3 separate regions of the Gossypium arboreum genome follow, and all the other regions are linked to region 1. Evidence: chromatin contacts called from public Hi-C data. All regions are on one chromosome and are shown on one strand. The core of a region is the stretch at or near the end of the contact, and the rest is flanking DNA. Distances in the headings are between cores, read along the strand shown.

Region 1 (3,310 bases), core at 350-2,849:
TTGTGTACCAGTAGCTAGTGTATCCTGAAAAGAGCAAAAAGGTTCAACACTTCAAATTGTAAGACAATGGCGTACAAACAGCTCCATAACAGAACCAATTCGCAGATGCATAAGCAAATGCTGGACATCATTTTGCAAGCAGTAGAGAACTAAATTGAGAATGGGATTGAAGGAGACTGCACAGAATTACAAATGCTCGACAGGAACCTTGTTAGGGAGTTAATGAATTACTATAAAGTATGGAAAATACTGCATTCATAATCCACTCGATGAGATTTGATCACAACGGACGCTAAAATTGAGGCATACTGTTTAATTAAAGTCACCAAAACAGATGATTTTGTAGATCTATCCTGGATAGACTCTTGTGTTGCAACATAGTCCACATATTCATTTTTAAGGATGTTATAATTGCTGTGCAAACAGCTGCTCAAGAACATTTCTAAAAACAAAAACTTGAAACAAATACACAACCCACCTTCCTTACCCAGGCATAAAATCTCTCAAATTCTTATATATGTCAAGTTCTCCGCCAAATTCAAAGTACGCCCCCCTCAACTCCTTCCCCTTCAAATTTGTCAATCTTTTAGAATTAAAATCTCTGTTTTATATTATTTCATGCATAACTTTGCCACTCCTCCGCAAAAACAAAATTAATCTTGGCTCCAGAAAGCTTAGTAAAACAATCGCTACAAACCATCTACACTTAACTGGAAGTCCAATTAACTCACAAAATTGTATAGCTTGACGCCAAAAATTAATGAGCACGGCAATTTTCGAAAATTTAAGCCGAATACAACGAAACGAAATTAGAATTCAGTATTTTTATAATTGTCTTACAGATTTAGAAGGTTGAATTTGAGCATTCTGAACCAACTGAGGATTTGGAGTAAAAGAAAAACTTGCGGAACTCGACAAGGCTCCTTGCGGGACTGGCAAAGGAGGCTGCATTATTGGTGAAAACGCTCTAGGAAGAATTTGAACGATGGTCCTAGCAAAGATACCTGAAGGATGAACAAGAGGAACAGGATCGAACAGCGTAAAAATGCATTAAAAAATAAAATCGAACTCTATAAACAGCCAATCAAGAAATCGGAAACATCAAACTACGTGATTCTTCACCATATCGTTTTCCTTGGGAACAAAAAGTTTGAACATTAATCAAAATAAAATAAAATAAAATAGGGAAAATATGTTTCAGGGAAAGGACTTACTTGACAGGATTCTGAGACTACCGAGAAAGCTTCATTCGATAGGGTATTGGTAGCGAAAACAAAGAGGAAGGGGGACAATGGTGCCTGTCAAGGTCGAAGGAGATTATTAGGCAGAGATTAGGGTTAGGGTTTGGGGCTTTGGGGCTTTGGGCTTCTGGGACCGAACAAAGGGAAAACGAAATAAGAGTTAAAAAATAATATAACAAAATACTAGTCACCGAGTCACCGTTGTATTTTTATGGTTCAAGACTTCACCCTTCCCATTTCTACTGGAGAAATTTTACGTTATTACCAATAGAAAGGTAGACTTCTTCCCCGTCCACTTGGGAACATTCAATCCGGAGAGAACAAGTTTTATACAGTAAAATAAAGGACGATACTCAATCGATTTGATTTTTATTAAATTGGTTCAACGAGTTGAATTAACTACGAAAAAATAAAAATTTTAAATGATTCATAAAAATATTAATAATCACAAATAAATAATAATAATTAGAAACTCTATGAGACACCCTATACTCGATTCGGTTGTTAAATTCGAGTGTGACACGTCACATCAGGTTATTGAAGTAACTTTGATTAACTCCATGTAATTTCATAAAGTTTAGCATCTAGTTATCATATAATCCAAATCAATCATCATTCACAATAATTTATATACATTATAGATGTCTATCAACTTCATTTAATATGTCTCAAAATTGCTTGGGGTAAAAAACGGAGTCAAGACTCGAATCTAAACTCAAAGATCAAAATTCAGCTAAGTATTTCGATACATGGCCTTCATGTCTTGAGACATGATGATTTTCATTTTTGTCTCAATGTTGGAATGTCTCGAGAATTGGTCTCTTATCTCTCGAGAATAACTTCCCTGTCTTAGATCCATAGCTTTGATGTTTCGATGTCTTGAGACAAAGAGATTCTTATGTAACAATCTGATTTTTAGTGGTACCGAAAAATACGATTTTAAAATCTCATTTCCGTAAATCGAGTTTGTAAATATAAAATAGAAATATTTACAGAGTAAATACGAGAATATAATAAAGAATGGTTAAGTAATTAACTGATAGAATAATTAATTAAAGCTCAAGGACTAAATTATAAAAGTCCAATCACTATTGAATTTTAATTGAGAAAAGGCTAGAGGACCTAGATAGCAATTAATCAAATAGCTAAAATGGTTATTAAACCATTTCCTATTATGAGATAGTGGACATTGATGATGTTGGCCACTTATATTAGTTAAGAGTAAGATCAACATGATTAAGCTTAGTTAATTTAAAAAAATTGGATTAATTAGGTCTTAATTAATGTATATATATGTTGGTGAGTGGGAAAAGAGATGAAAACATCTTCATGTCTCCTCCATTTGCCACTATCCTTTATTGGAACAAAAGGGAGAAAAACCATTTTTGGGTTTTTCAACATCAGCTACTAGGTTAGTATGAAAATCAAACATTTTTATTGTAATTTTTATAGATTTATGATCATGAGCTTGATTTAGCTAGCCTATGTATCAATTTGATTAATTATTAAAGTTTTATCAAGTTGCCAGTGTTGATAAATTGACGAATTAGGCTTGAAATTGATAGATATTGAGCTTAGATTATGAAAAGGACTAAATTGCAAAGTGAATTAAGCTTATTTGTTAGCTGTGTAACATTAAGGACCAAATTGAATAAATATAATTTTTTTTATGAAATTATGCTAGCAATAAAAAGTATAAAGTGCCTAATGAAAGCATGTGAAATCAAATTTTAATTTGAAGTTAGGAATCGAAAGTTATAAATATCCCGAGTTTAAGGACTAAATTGAATAAAATTTAAAATATGTGTGAAATTGGAAAAAAAAAAGATTTATTTAGGATCATGCTTCTCATGACATTGTATGATCATGTATGACACTAATTTGGTATATAAAATATTGTATGGACCAAGAATTGGATTAAAATGAAGCTAACAGGGGAAAAGCAAAAATTATAGATTAGTCCTTGAAAAATCTACCCGTTTTGCATTTTGAAAAGGTAAGTTCACATGGAACTTACTACCTTTCCTTCTGTTTACTTCATTATATTTATGTTTGAACATAATTTTAAA
Region 2 (3,310 bases), core at 382-2,881, 480 kb after region 1:
AAAAAAATAGACTAAGTTCAACCAATTTTTTAATCGATTCAATCGATTTTTGATTTAACTGGTTCAATGATATTTTTCAAACCATTTTTTGATCTAATCGACTGATATAATACAGTTTAAACAAAATTGATTTATATTACTATACTATTTTAATTGGCACTGTATCATGTGGGTTTTTTACCCTAATATTATAAAAAAAAAATTTATACACCAAAATGAGTTGTCAGCCAGATTAATTACGAAAATGGTATACTTTTTGGGGTTGTGCCTACCTGACAGGCACAACCCATTATTTTATTATTAAATTTCTTTTTTGTTTTAAAAATTATTATTATATTATTTTTAATATTTATATTAATATATAGATAAAAATACGGGTTTTACGGATAAAAATACCCAAAACAGGTCAAGCTGTCGGTGAAGGCACGACTAGTCGTACTGACGTAGGCACAACACCTGCACATTTTCCTTTTCTTTCTTTACATTTTACAAAAATTGGTCTTATATCACTTTTGGTCCCTCTACTAGGCCTAAAATTAAAATTCAATCTTTATACTTGAATATCTACAATAATATTTGGTTCTATTTTTATAATTTTTTCCAAATAATTAACATTGTTAATTATTCGATAAAATTTTGATGTGTTTTTAAACAAAAATTAGTTTAACAAAATAATGATATGTTAAGTTAGAATAAGTTTTAAATAATAAAATTTCAAACAAAATTGTATTAAATTTTTGTTAATTACTCTATAAAATTTTTACTTAGTTTAACAAAACAATGATATGTTAAGTTGGAATAAGTTTTAAATAATAAAATTTCTAACAAAATTGTATTAAAATTTTTGTTAATTACTCGATAAAATTTTGGCGTGTTTTTTAAATAAAATATTAGTTTAACAAAACAATGATATGTTAAGTTGAAATACATTTTGTTAGAAATTTTATTATTTAAAACTTATTACGACTTAACATATTATTGTTTTGTTAAATTAATATTTTGTTTAAAAAACACGTTAAAAACTTTAACAGAGTAATTAACAATATTAATTATTTGGAAAAAATTATAAAAATAGGACCAAATATTATTATAGAAATTCAAGTATAAAGATTGAATTTTAATTTTAGGCCTAGTAGAGGACCAAAAGTGATATAAGACCAATTTTTGTAAAATGCAAATAAAGAAAAGGAAATGTGTAGGTGTTGTGTGCCTGTTAGGCACGACTAGTCGTGCTTACCGACAGTGCTTCAATTGCTTTTATTTTTATCCGTATAAAACCCGTATTTTATTCATATATTAATATAAATATTAAAATAATATAATAATAATTTTGTAAAACAAAAAATAATAAAATAATAGGTACTGCTGTCAGTAGGTGACGACCCAAAAAATATACCATTTTGTAATTAATCGACCGACAACCTATTTTAGTATATAATTTTTTTATAATATTGAGGTAAAAAACCGTATCATGTAATTGATAAAAACACAAAAGAAAAGCGGAGTTAAATCTAATTTATAAAAGTGGGTGAAGAGATTCGAGCCCTCTCAAAAACTTTTAACAAATTCTGTTACTTTCTCACTTAACTCTAAACTTTTAAGTAATTGAAATTCAAATGGGTAACTAAATTATTTAACTAATTAAGGCGTAACTCTCCCACTACAAATACCCTCTTTTCTTTACATCACACCATTCTCCTGCCTACTTACCTTGTTTTCTTCCATCTTTGAAATACAAGAACCCTAAATAATCTCAAGCCATGAATCCCACACTGGCCACGTTATCATCACCATCCCTCTCTTTTCTTCCCTTGAAACCACTTTCTTCCCCTTCATTCCTCACTTTTCCTTTTCCCAAACCCCTCAGGCTTAGGGCTTCTTCTGCAAATTTTGATGCCATTCCCGTTTCTAAACCTAACAACAATGGCCAATCCCTCTCCCAAAAGCTTCAATCATTTGCCAAAACCGCTGTTTTGGTCGGTGCCACAAGTTTGATGATCGGGAAATTCTCCAACTTCCCTGCCAAAGCCGATTCTCTACCGGCAACGACTGAACAAGAACCTGCAGTTCAAGAAAACGAACAACTGAAAACCCAAAGCCCAAAAGAAACTTCACCGTTTTCTGAGTTTCTGGGATCTAATGACGAAGCTATTGCGGCATTACAGTCGCTTTTGCAACAGAAGCTCGAAAACGGCGAAGACGAAGAAGCGCTGAGTATCTTGAACCGATTGGTTTCTGCACAACCAGATGTTATTGATTGGAAATTCTTGTTAGGGAGGCTGTTGGGGGAAATGGGTCAAACGGAGAATGCACGTAAAGTGTTTGAGGAAATTCTTCAGTCGAATCCGCTCTCTTTCGAAGCTTTGTTCGAGAATGCGTTATTGATGGACCGTTGTGGGGAAGGCGAAGCCGTGATCAGGAGGTTAGAAGAGGCTTTAGCCAGGGCCCAAGAAGAGAAGAAAGTCAAAGAAGCTAGGGATGTTCGATTCATAATGGCGCAGATACAGTTCTTGCAAAAGAACGTGGACGAATCTTTGATGAGTTACCAGGAATTGGCCAAAGAAGATCCAACTGATTTTAGGCCGTATTTTTGTCAAGGTATCATATATAGCTTGCTTGATAGGAATGCTGAAGCTAAAGAACAGTTCGCAAAGTATAAGGAGCTTTCACCAAAGAAGTTTGAGGTGGATGGATACTTAAGGACATCTTTATCGAGAATGAAACTGTTTGGGACCAGTGAGGAGAATTGAGTTTTGGGGGTTTCCCATATTTTCTGGCATTCAGGTGGGTATACAGTTCATGGGGGTATTACCCTTTTTTCTAAAAACTTCTCCAGTAGTGTTTCATTTAGGCCTTTAAAACCTTGTTGAAAACGGTCCAAGTGATATTGGAACTTCTATGCAAGTGTCAGAGCATACTTAACAGAAATAAAGAGATGAAACTTGAAACTTTTTTTTATTAAAGGAATTAGTTGTTTTGGCAGTTTTAGGCTCCAATGATATTCTCAAGTTGCTTGGTTTTACTATTATTTCTTGCTTTTTGGTCTCTTTAATTGGAACAGTTCGTTAGCATGATTGTCATTTGTTTAGGCTTTATATAATAGATTATTTACATAATGGCATTAGAGTAAAGGTTTCTTGCTTTTGTATAAGGCAATAAAATTGAGAATCTACTGAGAGGTTGCTGTTCAAAAAGTACATTTTAAACCCAAGTCAGATTATTGATTTCAAGTCATACCAGAAGTTCTACCATAACTTTCAACTAATAAAAGATCAAGCAAAAGTATGCTATATGCAGCCACTGTGAATAT
Region 3 (3,310 bases), core at 309-2,808, 400 kb after region 1:
CATAAAATGGCGCAAAAGAACATGCTACCTTTTTTAGGGAATCTTTTAGCCAACCTTCTGTACAATCCACCAGCAGCTTCAAGCGCTACCCCAATGGTCTTATCACGAATGCCATTCAAGGAAGCAATCCTCAAGTTTACATCTTTAACTAAAGTTTCATACAAATTGGCAACATACATTAAGGGCAAAGCAAACCTAGGATCGCCTTCATATTGTATATCTCCTGTCTTTCTCTTATTCAGTTTCTCTTGTCCTGACTGAGCATTATATTCCACAGGTGACTCGTTATCAACCACTTCAATCACATGGTCATTAATAAAGTTATCCAATATGATTTGCAAAAATCTGGCCCTTGCTGATTCAATAGGTGAAACATCTGTGATTTAAAAAAAGTCCAATTTTGGAAAAAAAAATAGTCAATCTCTATTCACAGAATTTAAAACCAATTTCAAAGTCTAAAACAGTTTGCTTTTTATTTTTAATACTGACTTTTTTCGTAAGAAAAAAAAAAGAGCAAAACTAGCATACGGATTCGAAAAGCCAAAAATACTCTTAAAGAATTACAATATGAAAACTTATTTTCAAGAGAAAAATTCAGAGAATTGTTTTTATAAAGAACAAAATAATTATGTTAAAATTAGTACTGCATTTTAGTCGATTGCATTCTATTTAAAGCAAAATTTTCAGGAAGCAGAAAAAAATAAATTAAAAGTGGAACAGTATCAAGAAATACCTAGATAAATAAAAGCAGCAACTGAAGCCTAAAGAATTAAATCAAAATTTGTCTATACCTTCAATTGTCAAAATACTGAAAGCTCCTCTGGAAGAATCAGCATTGTCTAAGCTAGACCGATCTTCTTCCTCCGCTCCAACGCCATGAATTGGCAAAGAATTTCTATAAGATTCATGCAAACACTCCTGGTACCAAATTTAAAAAAAAAAAAGATCATTAAATTTTTTTTTAATAAAAAAGGGAAAAAAAGAAGAAGAAGAAATGATAGTATACAGACAACAGTAGTGGAATCGGGATGGGCGTGATCGTGGTGATCCAAAGCATCAGTGGCATCAACGGCGTCGATTTCAGAAGGTCGAGAATCAACGGTGTTGAGGTCGTGAAGAGAGGTGGGGATGAAGGAATTACTATAGTGCTGGACTGGAAGTCTACTCCCCATCCTTTTATTTTTAATTCAACACTTTCTTCTTTCGCTTCGTTGTTTTAGGCTGCCAAAAGCAAAGACAGAGAAACACTATTAGAGAAAAAGCCATGATGGTATCAACTAGCAAGCTTTAGGGTTTTCTTCTTTTCTCTGGTTGGATTGCGGGAAAGGAGAGGAGGAAGGGCCAAAGGTTTTTTATTTTTTTAACGGCTATTTACAGAAGAAAAAGGGAAGAACAAAAAAATCCAAGCCTGAAACCACACCTGAAACCCAAGCCTCGGTCTTTTCTCTCCACACCTCTTCCCAAACCACTAGGGTTTTACTCTTTTTTTCCTTTTTTTTTTATTTATTTATCTCCTTTTCATAAGCTACTTTGTTTATTTTGCTCTCGGCGCCGCTGTTGTCCTTATTTTCTTATTTTCCATCAATTTTTAAAATTTATTTATTTTTTAAAAAAGTATGGTTTTATTGATACTCTATAACGCATATAAATAAATAATTAGATTGATATCACTAATCAATTAATTAAAAATTATTAAAAGTTTTTTATAAAAAATATATATTTTTAAAAGTATTTATATCTTTTGTAATTTGATAAACTTTAAAAATATATATACATAATAAAAATGAAAATAACAAAAACTGAATCTAAATTATCATGACTTTTACTAATTTAATCTTACTATTTCAATTCAAGTCATATTTAGCTATCAAATTGCTTATAAAATTGTTACGTTAATATTTTCATCTATATAATAGGTATGTCATAATATAGTATATATAAATGTTACTGGAGGTAATTTACATTTTAGTGCCGAGAGTCCCAAGTTGTTCAAGGTTGAGATTAGAATAGCATTCTTTTGGTGCATGAGTTGTAACAATTCAATTTTTAGTAGTGTCGAAAATGACTGTTGTAAAATTTTATTTTCGATGATTGAGTCTGTAAATATTTTTATTTAATATTTGTAATGTTAGCATAAAAGTTAATTAAAATTTAGTCCCTTGATTTTGATGAATGAATAATTAATTAAGTTATAAGGGCTAAATCGTAAAAATTGAAAAAGTTCAATTGTTAATGATTTTTAAATTGCTAAAGGACCAAATGAGCAATTGGACCTTTTATTTATATTTGATAGTGGAAAGTGGTAGAAGAATCCACTATATAATGTTAATGGCTTGATTAGTTAAGTTAATTATGTTTAATTAATTAAAATAAGGTTAATTAATCATTAATCTAACTATAAAAGACAAATTAAAAGGATAAAGTTATCATATTTATTTTCATCTTCTTTCTTGCAGAATCTTGGAGGAGAGAAAACTCAAAGACATGTTTCATATTCGGTTACAAAATTGGATAGATTGGAAATTGGATCAAATAAGAAACTAATCAGGAAAAAATAAAATTAGTCCTTAAAGTTTCAACTTAATTGCTAATTTTGTCAAGTAAGTTTATATAGTATGTTTGTATTTAAATTGTTATATATTTGAATTATAAATTTGTGTATGTTTGACGGTAATTTGAATTGTTTACAACTTGATACAAAAGATAAGATATGGACTAAATCGTAAAGAAATGATAAATTCTTGATAAATTGAATATCGTGAATTGCAATTTGAGATATCTAATGAATTTATAGTTGATTATGATTGAATGAATCATATTGATATGGATTTGACTGATTTTCGAGATAGATGATTAAATTGAATAAAATTGAAAATAGTATAACTTAGTGAAATTGTGAAATTGGCTTGGAATTGAGATGATTCATGTTATGCTATGTAGGAAATGATATATTGATTGATTAATTGATAATATTGATATCAATAGAATGGGAATCAAACTTATAATGAAATTAGATTATTGGTTACCCTATTAACTGTTCAGGCAGAGTCAGATATAGTTGGCGTGTCATAGGATAGTTTGAGTAGAAATGACTTCGGCTACGTGTCGATGAGTACTTGGTACAAATTTTACTTCGGTTATATCGATGAGCGCTGGATGCAAACTATTTACTCCAGAATTGTCTAATAAGGCATTGGGTGCCAAATTGGTACGTTAATTGGATCCATGTATCCGTTTGATTCCGAGTCAAGTTAATAGGGATTTAAAATGTAAAAATTGATATTGGTATTTGAAATGAATTTCGATAGAG

What was found. Hi-C and Micro-C count contacts between places; a contact is called where the count stands out from the background.
Region 2: a contact with region 1 is called in a Hi-C map of leaf, with 1.8 times the contacts expected there. The contact joins the promoter of LOC108476604 here to the promoter of LOC108479385 in region 1. A contact is called at or near these places in 2 of 5 Hi-C or Micro-C datasets (both in leaf).
Region 3: a Hi-C map of leaf shows a contact between it and region 1, with 4 times the contacts expected there. The contact joins the promoter of LOC108477233 here to the promoter of LOC108479385 in region 1. A contact is called at or near these places in 2 of 5 Hi-C or Micro-C datasets (both in leaf).

What each region holds. Positions count from the first base shown.
Region 1 is chr1:41,422,948-41,426,257 of ASM2569848v2, forward strand. LOC108479385 (pre-mRNA-processing protein 40C) reads right to left here and starts at 1,600. Exons shown (of 15, transcript XM_053028546.1): 1 at 1,215-1,600; 2 at 841-1,004; 3 at 1-24. The coding sequence starts at 951.
Region 2 is chr1:41,907,107-41,910,416 of ASM2569848v2, forward strand. It overlaps LOC108476604 (protein SLOW GREEN 1, chloroplastic), which reads left to right and starts at 1,632. Exons shown (of 1, transcript XM_017778864.2): 1 at 1,632-2,963. The coding sequence starts at 1,761. The coding sequence ends at 2,750.
Region 3 is chr1:41,822,093-41,825,402 of ASM2569848v2, forward strand. LOC108477233 reads right to left here and starts at 1,559. Exons shown (of 9, transcript XM_017779724.2): 1 at 1,421-1,559; 2 at 1,011-1,221; 3 at 792-918; 4 at 29-376. The coding sequence starts at 1,172.